2 separate regions of the Mus musculus genome follow, and region 2 is linked to region 1. A link is a contact called in public Hi-C data. All regions are on one chromosome and are shown on one strand. The core of a region is the stretch at or near the end of the contact, and the rest is flanking DNA. Distances in the headings are between cores, read along the strand shown. Region 1 has its middle 13 kb from the start of Dlk1. Region 2 has its middle 76 kb from the start of Gm34554.

Region 1 (6,258 bases), core at 2,999-5,498:
ACCACAGTTACAGACTCCTGGCTGTCTTTGGGTCCCCTCTCCTCATACACAGCTGACTCTGCCAGCTTCCTCTGCCCGGCCCCCACACTGCCAAGGCTGATAGGATTGGGCCACGGGGAGGAGTGAACCCCCAGAACTATCCGTCAGAATGCCTGGACAATCAATGCCTGGGAACGTCTGTGCTTCCAAAAATTTGTTATCGGTCTTCCTCTTGGGCCTCCTGAGCAGCCTGTATTGAGGAAGTTTGGAACAAGCAGTATGGTTCCTGGGACATGAGTTATGACAAGCCTGTGGCTTCGTGACTGGAAGGACTGGGGCCCTGGAGGGATTTATCACTCTGAAGAGAACCTTCAGAGGGCTTCATTAGGCTGAAAACGATAATGAATAGGCTCCCCTTGCCTGCATTCATTCACAACGGCTCTCCTCTTATCTGTTCCCTACAGGAGCCACTCTCTGAGGAAATGCAGACATCCCGGGGATGAACTGGTAACTGCTGCAGAGTAGGCGCCTTCCAGCCCTCTTCCTCCTCCACGTTGGCGAGGCGAGGCCAGGAGACCCGCCGGCAGGGGGCGCAGCCAGCTCGCCGAGAGCAGGGGCGCTAGGCGGGGCAGGTGTGCTGCCCGGGGAGCCAGCGGGACCCAGGGTGGTAGAAAAGTTGAGGCACGCAAAGGGGGAGTAGGGCGAGCCTTCTGGGGCCTTCAGGCCTGCACTGCCTTCCAGATAACCACATCCGGCCATGTATGGATATAAGCCAGATGCCGCCATCTCCCCCACTCTGTTTCTTTTTCTTTTAGAAGTGGTTTAAAGAGTAACACTGACTCTCTTCCGCACGACACTTTAAGGAGTGAATCCTCCTTCCACCCCAGTCCCCGCCCACTCAGCAGAGGTGAATGCAGTAACAGTTTCTTGTGTGATCTTCCTGAAACATCTATGTCTGTGTAAACATATACATAGAAAAGTGGATCTGGTACGTTCCCTTTCACACTACATAAATGAGTTCATTATATACACACTGTTCTGTCTGGAGCCTTTCTTTCTTTCTTTCTTTCTTTCTTTCTTTCTTTCTTTCTTTCTTTCTTTCTTTCTTTCTTTCTTTTTTTTTTTAAATCTTACCACTACTCATCTTGGGGATATGTGAATGTATTTTCCCTGTCTGTGTTAAACGGAACAGACGCAGGAGTGGGAGGGGGACTTGCTAAGGAGGAGAACTGCCTTTAAACTTCTACTTCTGTGTCTCTCCTCTATCTTCCCTACTCCAGCCACGCCCCACAGCACCCCACTCCTCTTCCTCTACCCCATCTCTGCCCCTTGGCCTTTCAGCTGTCGCCATGCCCTTCTTCCACCATGGCTGCCACGGTGACCGCTGGGGCTTCTTAAGGCTCTGACCTTGTAGCTTCACTTCTTGGAACCTGCCTGAGCTTTTCCTGTGGCAATGCCCAGTAAGGTCATGTTGGGGACCCCTCCAAGCTTCACCTCCTTAGGGACAGCTGCTCCCCTCACTCTTCTGAGACTCAGCTCCCAAAATAGCCAGGCGCCCGGGTGCCTGGCCTGCCCTGGCTGGGCTTCCTCCTGTTGCCGGGAAGACCTCCCCCTCCCCTGAATTGGCACACTCCTTTGAACCTATCAAGGCCCATCTCTACCTCCACTGGGATGTCTTCCAAAGGCCCTGCTGGGGCCTAGTGGCTCTCCTGGGGCCCAGCTAGAGTAGCTCACACAGTCTGACCTGACCTGCGTACTCTGTCCGTCTCGGGGCTGTTGCCCAGGGCTGGGGACTCTACTTCAGTTGTTGTGGCCTGTTCTTCCCCGCATACATTTTCCTTCCACTAGGCATGTAGCAGACTAGAATGTGCTTACAAGGTCTGCTCCACGTTGCTCCCACTTCAAAGGCCCAGTAACAAGGTTAGAGAGGGGCCAAGAAGGGTGTCCAGCGTGCTAGTGTCTATCTATGTTTCCTTAGCTCTGAGACATGAAACTCTAGACACGATCCTCTTTTCAAAACTCTTGTTTCTTCCTCCAATATGGGAGCTGAAGTCCACACTCAGGCTATCAGTTCAGACACTCTTTAGAGCCTTCCAGACTTGCCAGTGGCATTCCCAGTGCTGAGCAGTGGCTTTACCAGCGAGCATGCCAAATGAGCTCTATTCTTCTCTAGGCTCTGCATAAACGGCCAAGCTGGAACTTGTTGGGATCTTTTGTCCAGGCCAGACTCTACAGGACACACTTGTGTCCTGACAAGTGGCAGAAGTGAACAAGTAAACAACAGGGATTGAATTCTGGGGCGGAGGCAAGTGGCCACATGGGACATGAGCCTCTCAGTGTCTGGGGCAGCACAGGAGGAAGACCCCAGGGAAGACAAGAAGGGACAGAGGGACATCTGACCTTGCCCTAGTGGACACCAGTTTACGGTGGGCTTTATTGTAACTGTCTCCAAGGTCAGAGGAGATATTAAGGCTCTGGGCAGGAGTGCAGAATTGTGCCAGGCCCAACACTGGGATCCACAGGCTCCTTCTCCACTCGCCCATGGACTCCTATGGCCAGTTCCCAGGTTGACACTCCCGGACCCTCTTTGAATTTGTTCCATGGATGATGCTGTTGATCCCACGGTCAGATCTGTCCTCTGTGCTGGTTTGCCCTGCCTTCCTAGTATGGCTATCAAGAGCTTCTCAGTGTCCTTTCTGAGAGAGAGCCACCACAGATGTTTCCACAAAGTCGGGGCCAGGGAACACACGGATGCCCCCATCTGTGTCTGCAAAGCCCTCCCTGCCTGCTCTGTCTCGACAAGTGGGGGTTGGGGGCTGAGAGACCTGGGGGGGAGGGGAGACAGGCAGATGTGGAACCTGGGAACACGGCCAAGGCTTTGTTCCGGACAGTCTTCTCTATCATAAGCAGAACTAAGGAGCAGACAGGAGCAGAGAAGCTCCGAGATAATTTGGGGCTCCAGGGTACCCACAAGCAACCCACTAGCCAATCATGGTCAGGACATCCCAAGCAGGTGGCCTGGCTGCCCCCACCCTTGAGAGAGGCTCTGTCACCCTGAGGCTCAATGGCTACATTCCATGGTTGTAATAAGGACAATTTGGGCAGGTAGTGGTAACATACTCCCTTGTCCTTCTGTTTCAGGCTCTCCCTGTGGCCCACCCTCCCCCAACCCTTTCGAGGGGCTATGGGCATATAGTGCCTTAGCCTCCTCTTTCAGAGATCCATGGAATGAATATGTGACAACTGTTCAATCAAAGTCCTCGAAACTGAGTACTGGGGTGCCTGACTACAAATGGGAAGTCAAGTGGCTATGGAGTCCTTGGAGTGGGAGGCAGACAGTTGTGGCACCCTTCAGATCACATGGAAAGGGTGACCACCTCCTTCAGTTTCTCGGCAACCCAATCCTGCCTGAGGAAGAGCAGTATTTAAACACCCACTGTTGCTCTCTGGGCCAATCTGTAGCTTTACTCTAGGAACCTCCCCAGTGAAAGAGAGAGTCTCATTTTCCCTAAGGAACAGCCAGGATTGTGTCTGTAGCCTTGGCAGGATAAGGACAGGGAGGTGACAGATCCTGTCTAGACCTGGCCATGATGGTAGAAGATCTGTCAATAAAGAGTTGTGCCCCCCCCACACACACTCTTCTTAGATGAGGGGAGAATAGAGGCATTGCTTCTTCTCATAGTCAGCCCAGACAGGAGGATAGGGATGGATAGACAAACAGACTGTCTGCCCAAGGTCCTTGGTGAAGGAAGCATTGGGGAAGAACAAGGGTCTTATGGGACTAGGAGATGGAAGGCATGAGCAAGCAGGTGGTATTTAGGGGCATAGGTAGAGACAGGACAGTCCCTGCAAGATCCCCAATGTGTGGCAGAGCCAAGTACATATGGAGGGGACCCTCTGGAGGGCATGCAGCGGGGTCTGGGATGAAGTTGGGCTACAGAAAAGCATAGAAGTCTCTAATACAGCTGCCAGGGGCCACGAAGTTCCTGGCTCCCTGGCCCTGCCACCCATCTGTCCCAACTCTGCAACTTCAGTGGCCACAGGAAGCACAGGCCTTCCCTGGCCTCAGAACCAGTCATGAGGTTTTTTTTCCTCAGAGTAGTGTTGTAGTTGAATCCCTTAACTGTCGGTTACTGCTCCCCACACAGACAGTTTATTAAAAACTGGGCCAAGTTAAAAATACTGGCATCGAGGAAGTACAGGCACCCCAAACTACCAGAAAGCCGCAGCTCCTCCCAGGGGAATCCCTGCCCACGGCCTGTGTGTAGCCCAGCTGGCAGGCAACCTGCCAGCTCCACGGAAGGGGACAGAACAGCCCCTCCCAGCTGCTCCAGCTCTGTTCTGCCTGAACTGAACACCAGCCTGGGACCAGGCCCGGCACCCCTGGGTGCTAAAGAGGTCTGGACTGGGGCCAGATGGAACCCCTCCCCACCTTGAAGTGAAGGCAGGGTTAAACACATTCACATACCCACCCGCCACCCATTTCTTAGCACTGAGATCCACTCCAGGGATAAGGAACAGGACTCTGTAGAGAAGTCCCTAGAAGGGGGTCCTGTCTGGCATGGGAGGGACTGAGGGGTAGCTACCAGATGAGACTCTCTGGTAGCCCCAAAAAGACCCCTTTGATGGTCACAACAAGAGAGATATACCTTTCCTGTAGAGTGAGTATTCTCCCTAGCTCTCCGCCCACACATTACACACTAAATCAACAAATGCTCTCTGGGCCCCAACGGTGTGTCCAGGATACAGATGAGAACCGGGCACCAGCTAGATCTTTCAGAGGCTCTGGATACTTCCCAGTGCGCAAAGTGGCTCACTAGCCTCCGAGGCAGAGCGTGACAAACGCCAGGTTCTGTGTAAATAAAATCAATGCGAAACCACTTTGAAAGTTAAAAGCACAATTAACGCCCAAGTGTGCCTACTACAAGGCCAGTGGCAGAGAGTATCCAACAGGCTGGGCTCCGCAGCATGGCTGTTCTCTTTGCCAGTGGCACCAGAGGACAGATGGAAGGGGCTCACGGTACATTGACTCACTGCCCGTGTCGTTCCCCCCCACCCCCAGCCCCTCCTCACCCCTGCAAATGCTGCAGACTCAATTAAAGAGCTCGTGGAAGTGTCGGTTCAAATCCTAGTCTCCCTAACTCGCCAGAAACTCTCAGAGGAGCAGGCTGCATTTGCCTCATTCAATTAATCATGTAGGTGCTGGATCATCACCTGCAGCCTCTTCAGCCCACAAACACCCTTGGGTCCCTCTTACAGTTAAGTGAAGGCCTAGGCTCCCACGCACGCACTCACTTAGACATTAAACTGTGCATAGTCTCTGCATCCTGGAGCCCTTGGCTACCTGTCTCCATCTTTTGCTTTTTTCCCTGTGGCCACAGTTGGTCCTCTCCTTTTCTGCATCTCCCTACAGTCCCAATCACACAGCGTCTATGTTTTCATTTTCTTAATCGATGTCCCTACGACATTGGGGACCTACGAGGAGTGCCTCCTTCACTCTCTCTGGGTGTCTGGAGTCCCGTTGGGTTTTTTTGGTTTGTTTGTTTGTTTGTTTGTTTGTTTGTTTTTTCATGAAAAGGATTGAAGAAGGGTGCTTAGGGACACCAGGCAAGGAGCCAGTCGTATGAGCGGCTGACACTTGGCCAAAACGGAGACTGGAACACAGTCGTTAAGGGCACTTGATGCTTTTGCAGTTCTTGGTTCAGTTCCCAGCACCCGTGTGGTGGTTCAAGATCCAACACCTTTTTTTTTTTTCCCTGTCCTCCTTGGGCACCAGGCTCTTATGTGGTGAACACATATGCACACTTAGGAATAACACAAAACCCAGGAAAGTCCCGTGGGCTTCTCTAACTTGCAAAGCCTCCACCCCTGACCCTTTGTGTCTAGACCTGGTGAACTTGGCCATCACCTGGGATGGAGGTCAGATCCTGTGAGCTGGAGCTTCCTCCACTGAAGCACATAGCTTCTCTACTAGCTTTGAGTTTCCAGCCCAGGTACTGATACCCCCTAGGCCTGTAGGGTAACTGGGCCTGCTGTCATCTGTCTGTTTTTTTTTTTTCACCTCACCCACTTTGCTGTAAATAGTCTCTCTAATAAGCTCTCTCTGATCTCACCATCTTGCATGAACCATCTGTCTTGTGCTGAGCCCTGCCTGGGAGGCCCTGATTCACACAGACCTCCCCAGTCTTGCCTCTTAGCTCACAGGGTCTGTTAACTCTCGCTGTCAAGCAGGGAGATTGGGCCCGGATCTCCAGAAGTGGATGCTGGCCTGTAGAGTCC
Region 2 (6,623 bases), core at 1,746-4,245, 400 kb after region 1:
CCTATCTTGTCATTTGAGAGAGGGTGTCTCATTAAGCCTAGATTTCTCCAGTTCCAGTGTCTGGTCAGCAAGCTCCCCTGTCCCCTCTGGCCTCCCAGACACACACTGTCCCATCTGGCCTTTATGTGGGTGCTCACTTGTCCTGTTGCTCGCATAGCTAGCACTTCATTCATTTAGCCATTTTCTTCAACTCCATCATGGCTCCTTAAACAAAGCCAAAGTACACAGGGATCAGCAATTAGAGATGGCCTCCAGTCCCACTGAGGACAAGAATGACAGCAGAGTCAGACACTGGAAAACCTCCAGTCAATGTGAATAAGATTGGCCCCAGGTGCTGCCCTTTCTACAAGAGGGGCACCGCATGGGAGAGCGAGTCCACCTGCAGACATCTCCTAACATCCCAATAACACTTGGACCAGGAGGCAGGTGTTAATTTACACCCTTAACTCAAAAGATTGAAGTCAGGCGAGTGAATAAAAATGGAGAATAATTAATTAGAAGGGAATATAAAAAGTTCAGAAATGTTCTCGCCGTGGTAAAAGGCTCCAGGGGGGGAATTGGCATCTAAGAGATAATGAAACCTCATCTCGTTTCTAATCCGAGCAGTGGCCACTGAGCGCATCAAATGGAATAAAAAAAAATAGAAATTGACAACGGCTCTAAAATTGCTTATTGATGAAATCACAGAATTATGTGATAGAAAAATCAATTAAGTAACAAGAGGTGAGGCCCCTGTAGGAGGGAGAAGCTTGGAAATTAACAAAGGAAATTGACTTGGGTGGTGAGAAAAAGGTTAGAGCTTATCTTGCCACAGGAAAAGTAAAAATAGAAGGGCTACTTGGAAAAGCTGTATTATTAAATAAAACGTAGGACGGAAGAGGGGCTTGAAAGTTGTCCTCACCAGGGGAAGGCGGCGTCTCAAAATAGAACTGGACACCATGTGCCTGCTCCAGCTCAAGTGCCAAATCTGAAACTCATGGAGAAAATCAACAGGACAGGAGACTCTAAGCCCATGTTGATGTCTTTCAGCTGGGGAAATTGAGGCTCAGGGGGATAGGCCTGTGAAGGATACCAAGCTTGCTCTTCCTTCTTTCCTTCTACTGAGAGGGGAAGACAGAAAAAGAAACATAGGCAGAGAGACATACATACATAGAAAAGGAAGGAGGGAGAGAGGAAGAGAGAGAGAGAGAGGAGAGAGAGAGACAGAAGAGACAGACATACACACATAGGGAGGGAGGGAGGGGAAGAGAGAGAGAGGGGATTCAGGGTCAGACAGAGAGACACAGAGAGGAAGAGATAAAGAGTTAGACACAAAGTCAAACATGGAGACAGAATGGGAAAGGCAGAGAGGGAGAGACGAAGACACACAGTAAGAAACAAAGTGTGCAAGAGACAGGACAGACTAGATGGTGACCTGATGGACCAACCAGACTGGACGGAAGGTGCCTAGGATGTCAGTGAAGCCCATGAGGGTTTTCCCAGAGTAGATCAGCTTCTGAGGGCTCGGACCTAAGGAGTAACGGAATCCATCGATGGATTCTAATTTGAGCCAGCCATTGAGAAGTCAAGGTCATGGACCTGTGGAAGGTGCAGCCTGGGTTGAAAGAGCAGGTCACTTGGGGCATGTCCCATTACTGTTCTGCTTCCTGGCCACTGTGAGGTGTAAGCTATCCCCCACATACACCTGTTGCCACGAGGCTCTGACCTCTAAGCCAATCAGCAGAACCTAGGGACTGTGGGTTACTCCAAAACCATGAGCTGAAACCATTCCCTCTTAGGAGAGTGTCTGGTTCTTTGGTCATGTCTCTGCAGACCTCATTCCTATGCTAGGTAAGTCGATACCCACGGCAGGGGTGGGGGTGGGGATGGAGCTCCATTCTTTAGCAGTAGGATGGCCCAAGATGGCACTCCCCTCTCAAAGGAGAGAGAGAGAGAGAGAGAGAGAGAGGAAGAGAGAGAGAGACCAAGCTGCCAAGTCCCATGACCCAGACTTCACAGAGCAAAACCAAAGAAGTCTCCCTTTCCAGACCCTGAACATCCATCTCTCTCTCTTTCGGTGACAGCCAACAGCCCCACCCACTCTGCCTGGCTCAGAACTGCACACAGGAAGCATTCCTATGCACTCCCATGCCCATGCCAACAAGCCTCATGGCTGGGGCTTGAATGGTCATTTGGGAATTTTCCAGCTATCATCTCTTATTTGAAAAACAATGTCACATTTATAAGGGATGTGAGCATCGGCGGAGCTGGGGTCTGGAACCAACCTCCCATGGACCCTGAACTGTGAACATCGCTGATCTTGAATGAGCACGTGACAGCCTGTGGCAGGGCCCCTTTTCCCAGAGCCCCATGGCTGCCTGAACTCTGCTAGGCCCTCCCTCATGCTCTGGGGAAGCCCCTTCCTATGGAGATGCCTTGGCAGATTTGGTCCCTCAAGACCAACCTCCTGCATGAACTAGCCCACTGCCCAGCACGGAGCAAACATGTCAGTTTGGCAGGACAGATGTGTATTCAAATGTCAATCAGGGTCCAGGGTGAGAGGTTGGCCTGCTGAGTCCTAGGGCCCCTTCCTTTTCAGAGAACAGCCATATAGAAAGTTTCAGTGTGTGTATCCCAGCAATGGAAATGGGAACGTTAACTGACCCAGGCTAGGCCCACAGGCCCTGACAGTGCTGCTCTGATTGACAGGAACACAGCTAGGCCAGAAGTGGCACTTGGCATGTTAGAGACAATATGTCCCTCCACGCTGTCCTTTCCAGGGTGAAAATTGGATCTTCTCACCAGGCGCTACAAGCAATTTGTTCCCCTGCGGGGGCTGTGCCTCTAATGACATCAGCAGAGAAGGCCGCTCTGAGGCCCACTGCTGTGTCCAGAGAGCTGAGGCAGAGGCCACTCCCCAGATGCATGGATTGTGGCCAGAGTCCCTGAGGAGCCACAGCAGGCATGCTTCGCTGAGGAGTGAGTAGGCTTCCTGGGTTCAGCAAGCAGGCAGCTGCTGTTGAGTCAGGACACCATGGCAACTCCTGTGTCTGGACCTGGCACCCCTACCCCTACCCCCACCCCCACCCCCACCCCGACACACACACATCCAACTCTTACTAATACCTCTCAGGACCCAGCTATTGAATGTTTATAGTGATCAAATTCACTTTACAAAGATCTTTGTAGCCAGGCTATTGAAGGCTGATTAAAAGGCCATGTGAAAAGTAACTTGATAGTCCTAAATGTATTTCTCTCTCTCTCTCTCTCTCTCTCTCTCTCTATCTCTCTCTCTCTCTCTATCTCTCTCTCTCTCTCTCTGTGTGTGTGTGTGTGTGTGTGTGTGTGTGTGTGTGTACATACATTTAGAGAGGTCAGAAGATAACCTTTTATAGTTGATTCTTATTCTTCTATCATTTGAATCTCAAAGATCAAATTCAGGTCACCAGGCGATACCTTTAGCTCCTGAGCCATCTCGTTGGCCCACAAATGCGTTTTCAACTGAGCGTATTCCTTAATTGAGCCAGGATACTGTTGAGGGTGCTCCTGTGGTTTGAATAAAAGTGGCTTCCAGACTCGTGTGTGTGAACCCTTGGCATCTAGTCTGTGGTGTTCCTTAGGAAGGTTGGGGAGCCTTCAGGAGGTGTAGCTATACTGGGGCAAGTCTGTCACTCACTCTTGCTGCTTCCTCGATGGGGAGGAGATAGAATGAGACAGTTCTCTGAGTTTCAGGATGATCTTGGGCTCCTCCCACCATGCCCCTCCTGCCATGACAGTCTGTGTCCCACTCCGGGACTGCGAGCCGAAAAGCAAAATCTACAAAGAGCAAAAACATCTTTCCCTAATTTGCTTTTTTTCAGGATGTATTTATTACAGCAACAGAGAACTAACACAGACGATCCCCACAGAAACCATCATTGGAGCATGCGTGTGAGGGCACCGTACTATGAACGTTCACTGAAGCACTTTTGGTACAGAGGGAAAATAAAATAAAAACTCCAAAATTCAACAGAGGAGATAATGCTCAAAATAAAGTGTCCACATAGTAAAGTATTATGCAGCCAGGAAAAATGTAGTTAATCTCCAAGGGGGGGGGGGGGGAAAGTCCTTGAGTAAAACAAACCATTGTAGGGTAACCAGAATGCTATCTGTGGGAGAGGGTCCATGTATGTGCATAGGCAAAGAAAAATGGCTGTCCAATAAGCCTTTGATGCTGGATTCTCAAACAGGTTTCTACAACAACAGAGGTAACAGAAACAGAGAGCATAAGCTTTTCTCAGGTGTTTTCTGTACCCCACTCCACCGCAGCTGGATGTTAGGGTGTTGGGCTGTGGCCCTGAAGTCTGCCTATGGGGACCTGTTGCTTCTATACTGTTTTGGTAACTGAGGTGGGATATCACCACAGCCAGGCTGCCCTGGAACTCCTGGGCTCCAGTGGTCATCTCGCCTTAGCCCACAAAGGCTGTGACTACTGTTTAACAGCCATGGGGGAAGGGGAAGGGGCAGGCTGAAGCAGGTAGGAGACATTCAGGTTGCCTTCTCAGGAGTCCTTTCCTGGGAAAAGAGAAGAAGGAAGGAAGGCCCCAAGGACCCTTCATGCCCCACAAGAGACTGTAGCATGGCCTGCTGGGAAATCCCAGTCACAATGAAACTGCAGGCACCAGGGTGAATATTCACTAAGCTCTCACAGAGCCTTCTGAGGATGGGAGGCTGATCAGAAGGAGATCTGGCTGCTGTGAAGAGAGAGACAAGCCTGTTTTGCCTTCACAGGTGTTGACTTTTTCAAACATGAGCTCATGAGGGTGTTTATAGGAAAAGCTGCTCACAGGCAGGGGGACTCAGAGGAGGCTCTCACAGGGTGGGTGTTTAATACAGCACCTTTCATGTTGAATGCCAACTGTGGAGCTGTACACAGGAGGCAATACAGAACCCAGAGGGATGGGAAGACCAAAGGGAGGGACAAGATGATGCAAACTTAGCAAAGGATGGCTATGCTGAAGCACGGGCCAAGAGCATGGGAATAACAAGGGGGTCAGAGGTCAAGTTTGGTAGACTAGAGCATAGTAGGAGAGGAGGCAGGAAGGACTGCACAGAGCAAGCTGGGCCAAGCAAACAGCCCTGATCAGGTTAAAACCGAATAGACAGAGGAAAAAGAAGTGTGGTGTGTGTGTGTGTGTGTGTGTGTGTGTGTGTGTGTGTGTGTAGGGGAGCGTGGTTGTTCCAGTGAAGGCAAGGACATTGGAGACAGAGTAGACTGGCTTCCTGTCTCTTGTATTAGCTACTGTTCTGCTGCTGTGTCAAAACACCATGAGCGAGGGAACTCATGGAAGGAAGAGTTTATTTAGGCTTACAGCCCCAGAGGGTTTGACTGCAGTAGGACAGGAGATCTGGAAGCAGAAGCAAAAGAAGCAGACAGATCACCTCAGGGAAGCATGAAGCAGGATGCAGACTGGGAATAAAGTGAGACTGTATATTCTCTGGGTCGTTCTTCCTCTCACACGATGGTGTCTCCCAAACCTTCTCAAACAGTGCCACTAGCCAGGGACTGAGTGTTTAAATGCCTAAGCCTGTGGAGGACAGTCCTCACTAAGTCACAACCGTTGTGTTCAGGAATGCTTGTAGGGCCTGCGGCCAAGGTCTCACAGGATCCCATGCCTGCCCAGGGAGGTTCATCGGTAGAAGGAGATCAGTGGGCAGAGAGCCCTGGGCCAGTGCACTCCAGCTCTACTCCGACTCTGGCTGGTCTCACACTGGCTTTTCCTGCCCCACAGAGTGTTCAGTGAGGTCTGCAGGACTATGAAAAGAACACTCAAAGCTCCTTCTAATCAGTTCTAGAAAACGATGCCAAGCCGGGCACCAGCCATGGGATATGGGCACCAAAACGGGCATAATAGAAGCACAGACCCAGAGGTCCATCCCAGCCAGAGGCCAGGCAGCATCCTGCATACAGGCCCAGAAAGGAAACCTACTTTCTCACAGCTCTGGAGGTTGGTGTGAATTATAAGAGTTGTAAGGCTACCTCCAATGTCAGGAGAGAGGGGAGAAGCTGTGGCTCTAGGGTGGAGACTATACCTGATGCAGGTTAAGACCTAGAGGTCTGCTGCAGCCGAAGCCCTAGACCCAGGATGGACACAAGACTATTCAGGGTGAGGGCCAGAGCTGCAGAGTTCCTCAACTCGTGGAGATAGAAGTTGCAGGCCAGGGGAGTAGGCCAAGTGCCCTGATGGGATAAGGGCAGGAGCCCCAGGGAGGAAGAAGGTAAAGAGGACCAAGGGTTAGGCTCACAGACACAGGAGGTCCCATGGATACAGGGAGGAAACCAACTACTACATTTTAATTCTATCTCCAATGCTGTAAATGTGCCCCGCTGAGAGAAGAAAGGAGACATGAATGTAAAAATAACATTTGAAGGCAAGAAAGAAAAAACACAACTAACTTGACGTATGCAAGTCCTAGCTTAGAGAAACAAAAAACAACTTTAAAAAAAAAAATTAAGATTGCTTTGTCTTCTCCAAAGAGTACCCATTTCACCGGTGATGACTCCCAGTGAGACAAAGAAGTTGCAAAGAATATTCATAACTCTGCTCGAGCAACTCGAGGAAAATGTGAATGCACTCCAAAATGGAACAAACATACAGATCTGA

The links. A called contact is a pair of places that touch in the nucleus more often than the background predicts.
Region 2: a Hi-C map of the N1E-115 cell line shows a contact between it and region 1, with 2.2 times the contacts expected there. The contact joins two enhancer-like sites. A contact is called at or near these places in 1 of 15 datasets of contacts at CTCF or cohesin (large pre-B cells), 2 of 484 Hi-C or Micro-C datasets (the N1E-115 cell line and nephron progenitors) and 1 of 115 datasets of contacts at active chromatin or transcription factors (large pre-B cells).

The regions. Positions count from the first base shown.
Region 1 is chr12:109,437,348-109,443,605 of GRCm38.p6, forward strand. No RefSeq gene overlaps it. Among named protein-coding and RNA genes, the nearest start is that of Dlk1, 13 kb to the right of the region's middle. Within about 2 kb of position 4,249, at least 68 of the 459 cell types and tissues checked have an H3K27ac peak or open chromatin away from gene starts, as enhancers often do. A contact at or near this core is called in the N1E-115 cell line, where this site is marked.
Region 2 is chr12:109,842,831-109,849,453 of GRCm38.p6, forward strand. No RefSeq gene overlaps it. Among named protein-coding and RNA genes, the nearest start is that of Gm34554, 76 kb to the right of the region's middle. Within about 2 kb of position 2,996, at least 33 of the 459 cell types and tissues checked have an H3K27ac peak or open chromatin away from gene starts, as enhancers often do. A contact at or near this core is called in the N1E-115 cell line, where this site is marked.